Linked DNA regions of Pan troglodytes: region 1 is linked to region 2. The links are chromatin contacts, called in public HiChIP or PLAC-seq maps. All regions are on one chromosome and are shown on one strand. The core of a region is the stretch at or near the end of the contact, and the rest is flanking DNA. Distances in the headings are between cores, read along the strand shown.

Region 1 (5,098 bases), core at 131-2,630, 230 kb before region 2:
CCCCCTCCGGCATGGGCGCTTCGGAATAACTGGGCGCCGCCGGCTCACACCCTGCCCGCAATGTTTTGCACTTTGCTGGGTCTGTTCCAGGCCTCTAGCCCTCTCTTCGCTGCTCCCAGCCAGGAAGAGTCCGAGAGGCGACTGGAGCGTCAGGCTGAAGAAGTGGGTTCCCTCTGCCTGCTAGGCTGTCGCTGCGACCCCATCCCCCCCGGCAAGGGGTCGAAGCCCCCGGGCGGGGCGGGGCGGAGGACAGCACGAGGCCCAGGACTTCCACGCCATCTCTGCAGCCCCGCGCCTCCCTCCTCAGCCCTGGCCGGGTCCCCGCGTCCCCCCGACCCCCGATCGCAAAACCGGAGTGCGAGAGGGAAAGGGAAGTGAGGCGGCACGCGTATGGAGGGTGTGAGTGCGGACACACATACAGGGTGGCTAGGTACGAAAAACCCCGCCTCTCCCCGAACTCCCGCCTCGGACCAGCTGCAGCTCCGCCACTCCAGGGCTCCCTGCGCCGGGACAAAGCTGCCGCGGCCTCTCTGCGAACGCGGAGCGCGTCGTCGCCCGATCTCCTCAGTCTCCTCCGGCCGCAACCCCGTCCCAAAGGACCCGTGGGCCGCCCCAGGGACGGAGGGGACCCGGAGCCGGGCGCCAGCAGCCCCCGCCCCCCGCGCCCTCGCCCAGCGCCGCCGCTCACCTGTTCAGCACTTTGCGGATCCTCTGGCGCACGCCAGCCCGGGAGGAGGCGGACAGGCTCCCGCCGCCGCCGCTGCCCTCGGCCGGCAGGTTCTCGATGGTGGTCACCACATGGTTCGGCGGGGCTGGCGACGGCGGCTGCAGCTGCTGCTGCGGCTGCTCAGGGGGGATCATCGCGGCAGAGGCTGAGGCGCGGCGGCGATCAGAACGCAGCCGGGCGCATCGTGTGCCGGCTCCCGGCCCGGGAACGCGCAGAGGACCCGGCCGGGCGGCCGCGGCCCGGGAGGCGGTGCTGCCTGCGAAGCGGTGAGGCGGGGAGGCACCCGCGGCTACGGCCGCCGCCGCCCAGCCCGCCACTGACTCCTCTCCAGTCCCAGTGCGCGCACCCTCGCGCCCGTGCCGCCGCCGCCGCCGCCCGCCCCGGCTCTTCCCGAGCCGCGTCCCCAAGTCCTGGCCCGCCCCGCGAAGTGGCTGCGAAGGGTGTCGCGCGGGGGCGCGGAGCTGCCGGTCGGTTCCGGGGAAGGAGTCCTGGCTTCGCCTTGTTTCCTCGTGCCCGGGTCTCCTCGGGGCGCGCGGCGGCAGTTGTGCTGGCGCCGCCTCAGCCTGTGCCCCGCTCGGTCGGAAAGCTACCGTCTGTGTCTCACGGAGTGAGAGACCGAGAGTGAACCCGGAGAGCCGGGCGGGGGCGCCGCGGCGGCGGCGGCGGCGGCGGCGGCGGTAGAGCGGGGCGCGGGCGGGGGACCTGCTCGCTCTCCTCTCGCCAGAGGGCGCTGCCGAGGTGCCTTGTTGCCCCCGACCCTCTACTGCCCCGTCCGCAGAGGCCCACGGTCTAGGTTGTGGTGATTGTTTTGGTTTGGGTGTTTTTTAGGGGGATAAGGGGGCTGGGAATAGATCCTCCCTGTGGAGTTGGCGGGGATTCCTCGTTTCTGCCCAAGCGCCGCGGAATCCAGCACCACCGGCCTGGGACAGCGGCAGGACGCCGAGACAGGTGCCGGCCCCAGGTTAGAAACCCAAACGGAGAATCCTAGATGTTGCTCCTACTACATTCGCCATAATTGGCCTGGAGGAAATGGGAGGAAAAACTACTTCTCACAAAGAATCAATTCTGGGAACTGGAAAAAGCATATCAGACCAACTCAAAACGTCTCCATTTGAGGCAATGTAGTGCTGTGAAAGGAACGTAGGCAGATTTGAGTTTCAGTGGCACATCTGAAACTTATCCGCAGAGACTCTAAGCAATTAAATTCTGAGACATTCTTCTCTGCAGCGAGACTACTCATGTCTTTCTCCCAGGGGAGTTGTAAGACTTAAATGAGGTAAACCACGCAGCAGGGGAGCCTAACAGCTCCTTTAATAGTCCCCCAACTCCAAAAGGGAAAGTCCTGTGTATCTGCCACAGAAATCTTGGACCATATTTCTACCAATGGAAACTGACTCTCTGTCCCGGGCATTCTTATACCGATTGATCCAGATCCCAATTAATACCCGATTCTTGAAAGAGAGATATTTTTCAAATTTTCCTTTATTTAGACTGTTTAGATAGGGATCTTGCCTTGAAAAATGATATGCATTTTTAAAAACTCTTCGCTTCAGTGCAGGGAATTGAGTAAGTTTAACAGGTAAGTTTGTTCACACAAAGGCATGCTGATACCACTACTGAATCCAAATGCTCTGAAACCAGCAAATTAAAAATACCAGTGATAGGATTTGCCACTGAGAGAGGGAATTGGGGAGAAAATAACACTCAAAAAAGGAATGGACTATGTCCTTTCAACAGAGGAGAAAAGGAATATGGAAGGATATAAATAAGATGGGATTCTTTGTTCAGTTAACAAGGTCCCATTCCTTTAACAAAATTCGGAGTCTTTTTTTAATCATCAAAAATATGAGAAAACGGGTATTTGCAAAATCTCTTCAATCTATATTTCAATTCTGTAAAACCTACTTGCTACCTGAAATATCCCTGAGGTTTCTTTCTACAGAAATTAACCCCAATTGGAACATTTTCCCTTTTATAATTAAAATGTCGTCCTGTTCTTTCTCAACAACCTTTCATTCTCTGATTTTTCCACCTCAGATTTGCACAGGACACTCTGAAGAATTATTACAAACAGGACCAAGGCTTGTAGCCTCTTGGACATTAAAATTCCGATAGTGGCAATAAATTTACCCTTAGTGGACCCACCGAATGTAGCAGACATGAATAAAATGCACTTCAGCTGAACCTGGCAGCAAATCGTGGTAGAAGTCTCTCTATTAAAACAACATTTATGGTAATTTCAGGTGTCTGCCTTGAATAACTGGTTGCTTCAGTGCCCTCTTCCTTCACATTTGGCTTGCCTCCCTTTGAATGTTTTTGGCACATCACGACTCAGTGCTGTGTCTGCACTTCAATGTCTGCATTTGCATCTGGTCATTTCTCTAGAGGGACTACTAAATCCAAATGCTCTACATCTCCTCTGAGTCAGGAAGGGAGAAAACCAAGATGAAAGAAGAACAAGATGAGAGATGTAAAATTTCAATCTTGTTGGTAAGACCTCAATGCAGATTCAAGCCTTATGCTTTTGTTACTCCATTTCTGGGGGGATACAGCATCAGATCCCTTCTTATCCTCTGATTCTGTACTCCATGCTCATTTCTTAGAAAGTAGCTAACCGCCAAGTGTGTTGGTGTGTGCCTGTAGTCCCAGCTACTCTTAATGCTAAGACAGGAGGATGGCTTGAGCCCAGGAGGTAGAGGCCAGCTTGGGCAACATAGCAAGACACCATCTCTAAAAGAAAAAAATATTTAAGTAGCTAGATAACATTTGTGAAGTAAGTAAACAGGAGTCAAAGGTCCAAGTGTCATAATGGTGTGTCTGACATGAAATTAAACATAAAAGATGTAGAAAAGGGCTGCTTCCCTTTTTCCTGCTGCAAGACTTTTGTCCATCCCTGACCTCAAAATCAGTTCACGAGCTCTGACCAAAAGGAAAGGAGATGAAGGCAATGGGCTAAGGATCTGTATGTAGTTTTCAGTGGTGGCATGTGGGTTCCAGGGACATGCCTACTTCTCAGTTTACCTCCTCTTTGTCAGCTGTGGTTAGTGGTATGATGCTATTGCAGAATTTCCATGCCACAAAAAATTCTGCCTCTCTTACCATTATATCACCCGAATTTCTCTTCAGGCACAGACTAGTTCTGTTGAATTCCTTAAGGAAGCAGAAGTTGGCTATCAGCTATACCTTCTTTAGTGTTTCTCATTTTGAAGACATGTCCACTGATGTGGGGAAGAGTGAAGTTTGGCCTGTGTCAGAGTCACCAGGCACTGACTAATCTGTTTAGCATAGACTGCACCTATGCACATTATTGAGAAAAAAGCTTCACAGTCATGCACCAGAGGTAACTGATGATCCTCCCCAAATTGCTGAACAACTATCTGGAATTGCTTGTGCTGCTGCAAATGACCAGTGGCCATATGCTTTCCCCGTATCATTCTCTTAATCTTTTTCTTTATCTCCTAAGTCAGATTGAATCTTCTCAACATGTAGTACTGAATCTATGGCCTCCAGAATGATAGAGCTTTGTGGTTTTGATTCACATAATCGAACTTGAGTGGGAGAGAAAGCCAGGCAAAACTGGTGAAAAATTTGTGGAGAGGGGAAATGGCAGAGGAGTAGAATGGGTAAATCAATTTACATCCAAGAAATGGATACAATAATTGGCATGTTAAAGCACAGAACTTCAGTGAACAATCATCATCAATGAAGATAGTCTATAAATGGTATTAGTGGATATGAAAATATGCACAGAGCAGGGAAACAGACACTAGGCAACAGATGTCAAAGACTGTTCACACATTCTACACGATGTTTCTGTTTATGTAATTTTTTTGTTTTGCATTTTGGAAACTTATTCCTTTGGAGTAAACCCAGAATACTGTGTAGGTTTATAATTGACCTTTTTGCTAAGAGAGATGGAGGATTAGAGATTAGTGCTGTTAGTTGTGGATAAGGGCTAATTTTGCAGAGTCAGACTACATTTTGATGAGTTTAAAATTTCTAAGTATTATTTGCAGAGTATTCCATGTCCAAAAGCCTGGTTTGGTATGTCTTTGTCATGGTGACATGGTAAGTCTCTGTTGACAGGAAGTTTGCCACATTCAGTGAAGGAATTATTCAGTAGTATCAATTTCCTCTAAATAAGTAGGATTATCTTAATATCCTAAGATATTAGGAAAAAATTCTATAGATGATGATATCTCAGAAGCGCTTACTATTTTACATACAATCAGTTATCAAATATCTGAATAAGGGAGAAAGATCCTTATACAAACATCAATTATTTCAGCCAGTGACTTCAATATTCTCTCCTTCTAAATATTTTAATACATAAAAATACTGATGGAAAATTGTGGGTAAAATTGTAATGAC
Region 2 (5,423 bases), core at 2,590-5,089:
TTAAATAAAGTATCTGCCATTCACTTAGCATTTCTATATTAGCTTGTGTTAATTTTTAATGGACATCCTTACTTGAGTGGAAACTCTTTAAGAGACACCATTTCTTGTACTTCTTGTATCCCAGTGGCATTTACGAGTATGTCAATAGGATTTTTCATATGTTAAATATCTATGTAGAAATAAGCTTAAACAGACATTTATTTAGAAACACTGAATATGGCCGGGCGCGGTGGCTCACACCTGTAATCCCAGCACTTTGGGAGGCTAAGGCGGGCAGATCACCTGAGGTCAGGAGTTCGAGACCAGCCTGGCCAATATGGCAAAACCCTGTCTCTACTAAAAATACAAAAATTAGCAGGGCGGGGTGGCGCGCAGCACGTGTAGTCCCAGCTACTTGGGGAGGCTGAGACAGGAGAACTTGAATCTGGGAGACGGAGGTTGCAGTGAGCCTAGATTACACCACTGCACTCCAGCCTGGGTGACAGAGTGAGACTCCGTCTCAAAAAAAAAAAAAAAAAAAACCACTGAAAAAGAAACACTAAATAAAGCTTACATGTCTATACTCCCTCTGAGTGATTCTTACATATCCACATGGCCTACATTTTCAAGTCTATGTTCAAAGAGCCTCTCCTTGGCCTCCCTATTTAAAACTGTACCCCTTCCTACACCACTGACTTTCAACATTCCTATCTTCCCTTCTCTGCTTTACTTTTCCTCATTGCACTTACATTACCACATATTTACCCACGTATATTATTTGTCAGACTCCCACTGAAATCTAAGTTCCATGAGTACATTGCTGCATTCCCATGTCTGGAAGAGTATCTGGTACTTAACAGACCCCAACTGTCACCTGTAAATGAATGTATGAACGAATCAAAACCAAGAATGGACTAATTGAAGGTCTCTTATTTCAGGAATATTTCTTATTCTTTTAAAAAAAACAAACAAAAAAACTGATTTTACAGTTAAGATACAAAATCCTGTAAGCCCTTTCACTGAAAATGCTCCTTAAGGTGCCTTTCAGTTCTCAGCCAAAACTTGGCTTAGCTTACTTCTTCCTTTTAATTACTAATCATTTTTCTTTTAGCAACTATGACACAGGATACTTCTGAATCACATCAGCAATTTAAACACAGGACTTGCCGGAACAAGGAAATGTGGCAACATTATAGTCTGTACTAGTAGGCACGGTCATCAAGTCAAACAATTTAGCTATACATTTTCCTTCCCTACTAGAAGATAAAGATACTTGCTTTAAAAGAATCACCTGGCTGTACATCAATCCACCACGTTGCTTAATGCCTTTGATGTCCACTTTTGCTTCACCTATTTTTTTCCCCAAGCAAAACTGGTTGCATTGGTTTAGGCATGGATTGTGTCATCTCCTAACAGTCTCATGATTTCTATTGGTCTGCTGAGTTCTTTAGGAAGTTCCATAAATGTCAGTCTCTGAATATATCAAACTTTACCCTATAGGGCAAATCATCATTTGGTGATGACAGGCTACTGCGTCATCATGTTCCTTGCGGGCTGCAGGAAAGATGATAGGGCAATCAGAGATCACCCTGTAAGCGTTACTGTCTGGCCTATGCCTTCCCTTTCTGACAAAACCCTGCACTTAAATTTACCAATCTGACAAAGATGTATGCTTCTCTAGAGCACACAGGTAATTTATTGAACAGAGAATAAAACTTTTGTTTTCTTCCCTTCATACCAATACTCTTAAATCATTCTTCTCACATCTTTATCTTTAAAGAAATTCCAATGCTTTCAAGATCTGATTGAAAATCAAATCTGACATCCCAAACCTGAGTCTTCCTCAACTTATCTCCTACCTATTCTTCAAGGTCCTGCTTAAATCCCACCTCCACTGCATGAACTTCTCAAGTTCCTTCATTCACAATTTCTCTCCTCTCTTCTCACAATAGTAATTTTACTCTCAACACTTCTTGTTATTAACCTTGTCAAATATGTGAGTGTGTGCCTACCTCCTAACAAGCCTGAGAGTCCATGGAATTAAATGCAAGATTCCAAGGAATATGCCTAGCACAGTGCTTTAGGTTTGTAGCTACCCAATAAGTACTGAATTTTTGTACTTACAAAAACTCCCTATGGTGAAATTCATTCCCTCAATCAAAACGTATGAGAGGACAATTCTATCAAGTACTGTGTTGGGCACTGATGATGAAGGATCACAAACCATCCCAGGCTTCCAAGACAGAAAGGGACCATTTTCTTTTCTGCCTATCCAATCTCTCACATATTTTTCACAAACCCAGTTCAAATACCACCTGACCCCCACCGCTCCCATTTGCAGTACCTATCACACAGCCCATGCCTAAGTCCTCTATAGCCTCACTGCGACTTAAGAACAGCGCCTGGAAGCTCTCTTAAAGAAACAGTGTGCTGTAACCAAAGGCAAAGATTGTGAAAAAGCACAGAATGGCTAAAATTCCAATATCCTCATTCCGATCTTTGTGGCTCCATTACGATCTTGTGGCCTTGGGCAAATCAGTTAATGTTTTTAAACCTTGGCAAGGGTATACAAATACCATCTACATTACTGCGGTATTATAACGAATAAGAGATTTTTTATTTATTTATTTTTATTTATTTACTTATTTGAGACAGAGTTTCGCTCTTGTTGCCCAGGCTGGAGTGCAGTGGCGCGATCTCGGCTCACCACAACCTCCGCCTCCCGGGTTCCAGCGATTCTCCTGCCTCAGCCTCCCTAGTAGCTGGGATTACAGGCATGTGCCACCACGCCCGACTAATCTTGTATTTTTAGTAGAGACGGGGTTTCTCCATGTTAGTCAGGCTGGTCTCGAACTCCCGACCTCAGGTGATCCGTCCGCCTCGGCCTCCCAAAGTGCTGGGATTACAGGCATGAGCCACCGCGCCCGGCCAAGGGATATTTTTAAAATGTTAAAAAGCGACTGAGTCAAATCCAGAGAATTAGTAGGTGTTCAATAAAGCTGATCTCCCTTCCTCGAAAGCGCTAGCGCTGTGATTTGCAGAGAGGCCGCGGCAACTCGTGCCATGGGCACCACCCGCCAGACCAGCGGTCTAGCGGTCCAAGACGCCTCGGCCACCCCCCACCACCGCACCGGGCCTCACCTTGGTGGTCGTAGACGCTAATGTAGGAGATGCCCACGGCCATACACCACACCACTAGGCTCGCGATGTCCGAGAAGCTGGGTTCTTGCTCCACCTCGGTGATCACCAGGCCCATATGCACAGGCAGCTTCTCCAAGGAACGACCGTCCGCGCGCCAGCGCATCCGGTGGTGTGCGGCTGCCAGGCACGACCCCCCGCGCGGGTGCCGGTGGTGACGGCGGTTCCTGCCGACTGCCGGGGACTTGCGGAGCGTGAAGCCGAGCGGCGCTAGGACCGCGGCAGAGGCGGCGCGGCAGCAGCGCCGCCAGATCCAGTTCCAGGTGCCGAACCGAACGCGGAGCCAGGAGGTGAGCGTGCGGTGCAGACAGAGCAGCGCGTGCAGCACCCGCCACACCAGCTCGTACAGCCCCGTCATACTCTTGTGGCCCTTGGACACCCCCTCTCCCTCCCGCCCACTCCCGCGGCGCGACGGCTTTTTATCCGCCCCTGCGGCCGGCGCGGGCCATCGCTCCGCGTCCCCCCGCCCCCCGAGCCCGAACCCCTTTCCACTGCCAACACCTCACCTCGCCCCCGCCGCCATCTTCCTCCTCCCTTGGCAGCCCCGCCCCCAGTAGTACATGGACAGTTCTGATTGGGCAGCGTAGAATTCTGACGCGGCTTCTGTGTCGGAGAATGTGGCCCAGCCCGGCGCAGTGAGGGAAGGCGCACGCCTGCGAACTAGCCGGGCCGATACCGCGGGCGCCCCCTGGTCGCGTGGAGGGCGATGAGCGAACGACCCGGGACTTTTCTGAATGGGACACCAGCAAGGCACACGTGGTCTTCAATGCGATGGGCGCTTCCAGGGGACCCGGCGTCCCTTGGGTCCAGGAAGTCTTATACTGTCTCCTCTCACGGCCCCGACAGAAACGGTTTCTGAGGAGTAGAAGTGTCCTAAGTGGATTGGAAATTACAAATGCCGGAAAGAACCTAGGGATGGAAAGCAGCCCTCAGTAAGTGTTGATGCTGGGAATCCACCAGGGTTTCCAAAAGTGTCCTCAAAGGCTGGAGTGGTCCTGCTACTGTCCTTTATTCAGCCTCCCAGCTGAGGCTGAGAGCGAGGATCTTTAGCCATGTTCCTGAAACACCCCTCTACCCATGTCATTCTCATCTAAGGTATCCTTTCCTGGCTGTACATTGCTTAGTAGAGGCTCTACAGCTTGGCAGTCCAGTCACTTCATTCTTTTTTTTTTTTTTTTTTTTTTATTCGGCAAGACTTTGACCAACCGCCGTGGGTTAGGTTTACAGTGGGGAGAAAAATAGACATTGTGCCTGACTTCAATGACCGCCACTGTTTGAAGCAAACTGCTCATCCAAGCCTTATCATCCCCTTTAACACCCTAATGTTTCTGTCCATGTGGACTTCGACGTGGCCCTCTAGAATGGTTTTGTACTTCCCCGCGGTAAGTCTGTACTGTCTTTGCCCTTTTTGTTCAAGCTCTTCTCCTGAATTCCTGATTCCCGACTTGGTATTGCCGACATTCCAACCCATTTCTCAAGGTTTATCCTACATGCCACATCCTCTGTCATCATATGTATGTGTGTGTGCAACAATAATATTTATATTATTTGTATTTATATAAGTATATATATAAAGATTAGGGAGGTATTACAAAAATGCAACTGTACACATACACACACGTATACACACACGTATACACACATATTTACACACGTGTGTGTGTGTAAACAGTTGCATTTTTGTAATACCTACCTATTCTTTGTTCGCTAAAGCCTCTTTTTCCCCCTGGGAAACATCTGTTCACGTCTTGGCTATGTGACTTAATTTTTCTAACATTGTCACTTTTTCAACTAGTCTCATTTTGGTTTCTAAGACTCATTTAACTTTACTTTAAAAGTTGAATCTCATGTCCATCTCCCTTTCGCAGTGCAATTTTCCTCCCTTTGGCAGTGCAGCCTGAAGAACTGAGGGCTGGGCACCAGGCACACCTTTCACACACTTCTTTCTCTCCTGGTCTCCTCTGCAGTAGCTCCTCTGATGATGGACAAAGGAGGAGAGGCCAAAGGCCATGATCAGGGAAGCCTACAGTCTTCTTCCTCACTGCCCATTGCTGTAGTTTATGCAGCTACATGATGCTTGTTAAGGAAGCTCCCTAGACACCAGTGTCCCATTGAGATTTGGCCACGTATTCTGCAGACCCCACCCCACCCCCCATGCTGACTACCTTGCCACATTTCTCTACCGTACTCACTTCTTTGCCCCAATATCTATCGGTTCTGACAAGATTAAAGACATCAATCTCATG

The links. HiChIP or PLAC-seq counts read pairs in DNA pulled down with a chosen protein or histone mark.
Region 1: a contact with region 2 is called in an H3K4me3 HiChIP or PLAC-seq map of stem cell-derived excitatory neurons, with 5 times the contacts expected there. The contact joins the promoter of SLC35F1 here to the promoter of NUS1 in region 2. A contact is called at or near these places in 1 of 7 Hi-C or Micro-C datasets (stem cell-derived neural progenitor cells) and 1 of 1 datasets of contacts at active chromatin or transcription factors (stem cell-derived excitatory neurons).

Annotation. Positions count from the first base shown.
Region 1 is chr5:129,803,309-129,808,406 of NHGRI_mPanTro3-v2.0_pri, reverse strand. SLC35F1 (solute carrier family 35 member F1) reads right to left here and starts at 1,380. Exons shown (of 9, transcript XM_009451898.5): 1 at 689-1,380. The coding sequence starts at 861.
Region 2 is chr5:129,573,650-129,579,072 of NHGRI_mPanTro3-v2.0_pri, reverse strand. NUS1 (NUS1 dehydrodolichyl diphosphate synthase subunit) reads right to left here and starts at 3,839. Exons shown (of 5, transcript XM_518713.9): 1 at 3,121-3,839. The coding sequence starts at 3,535. It overlaps LOC129144311 (a long non-coding RNA gene), which reads left to right and starts at 3,859. Exons shown (of 5, transcript XR_010158157.1): 1 at 3,859-4,109.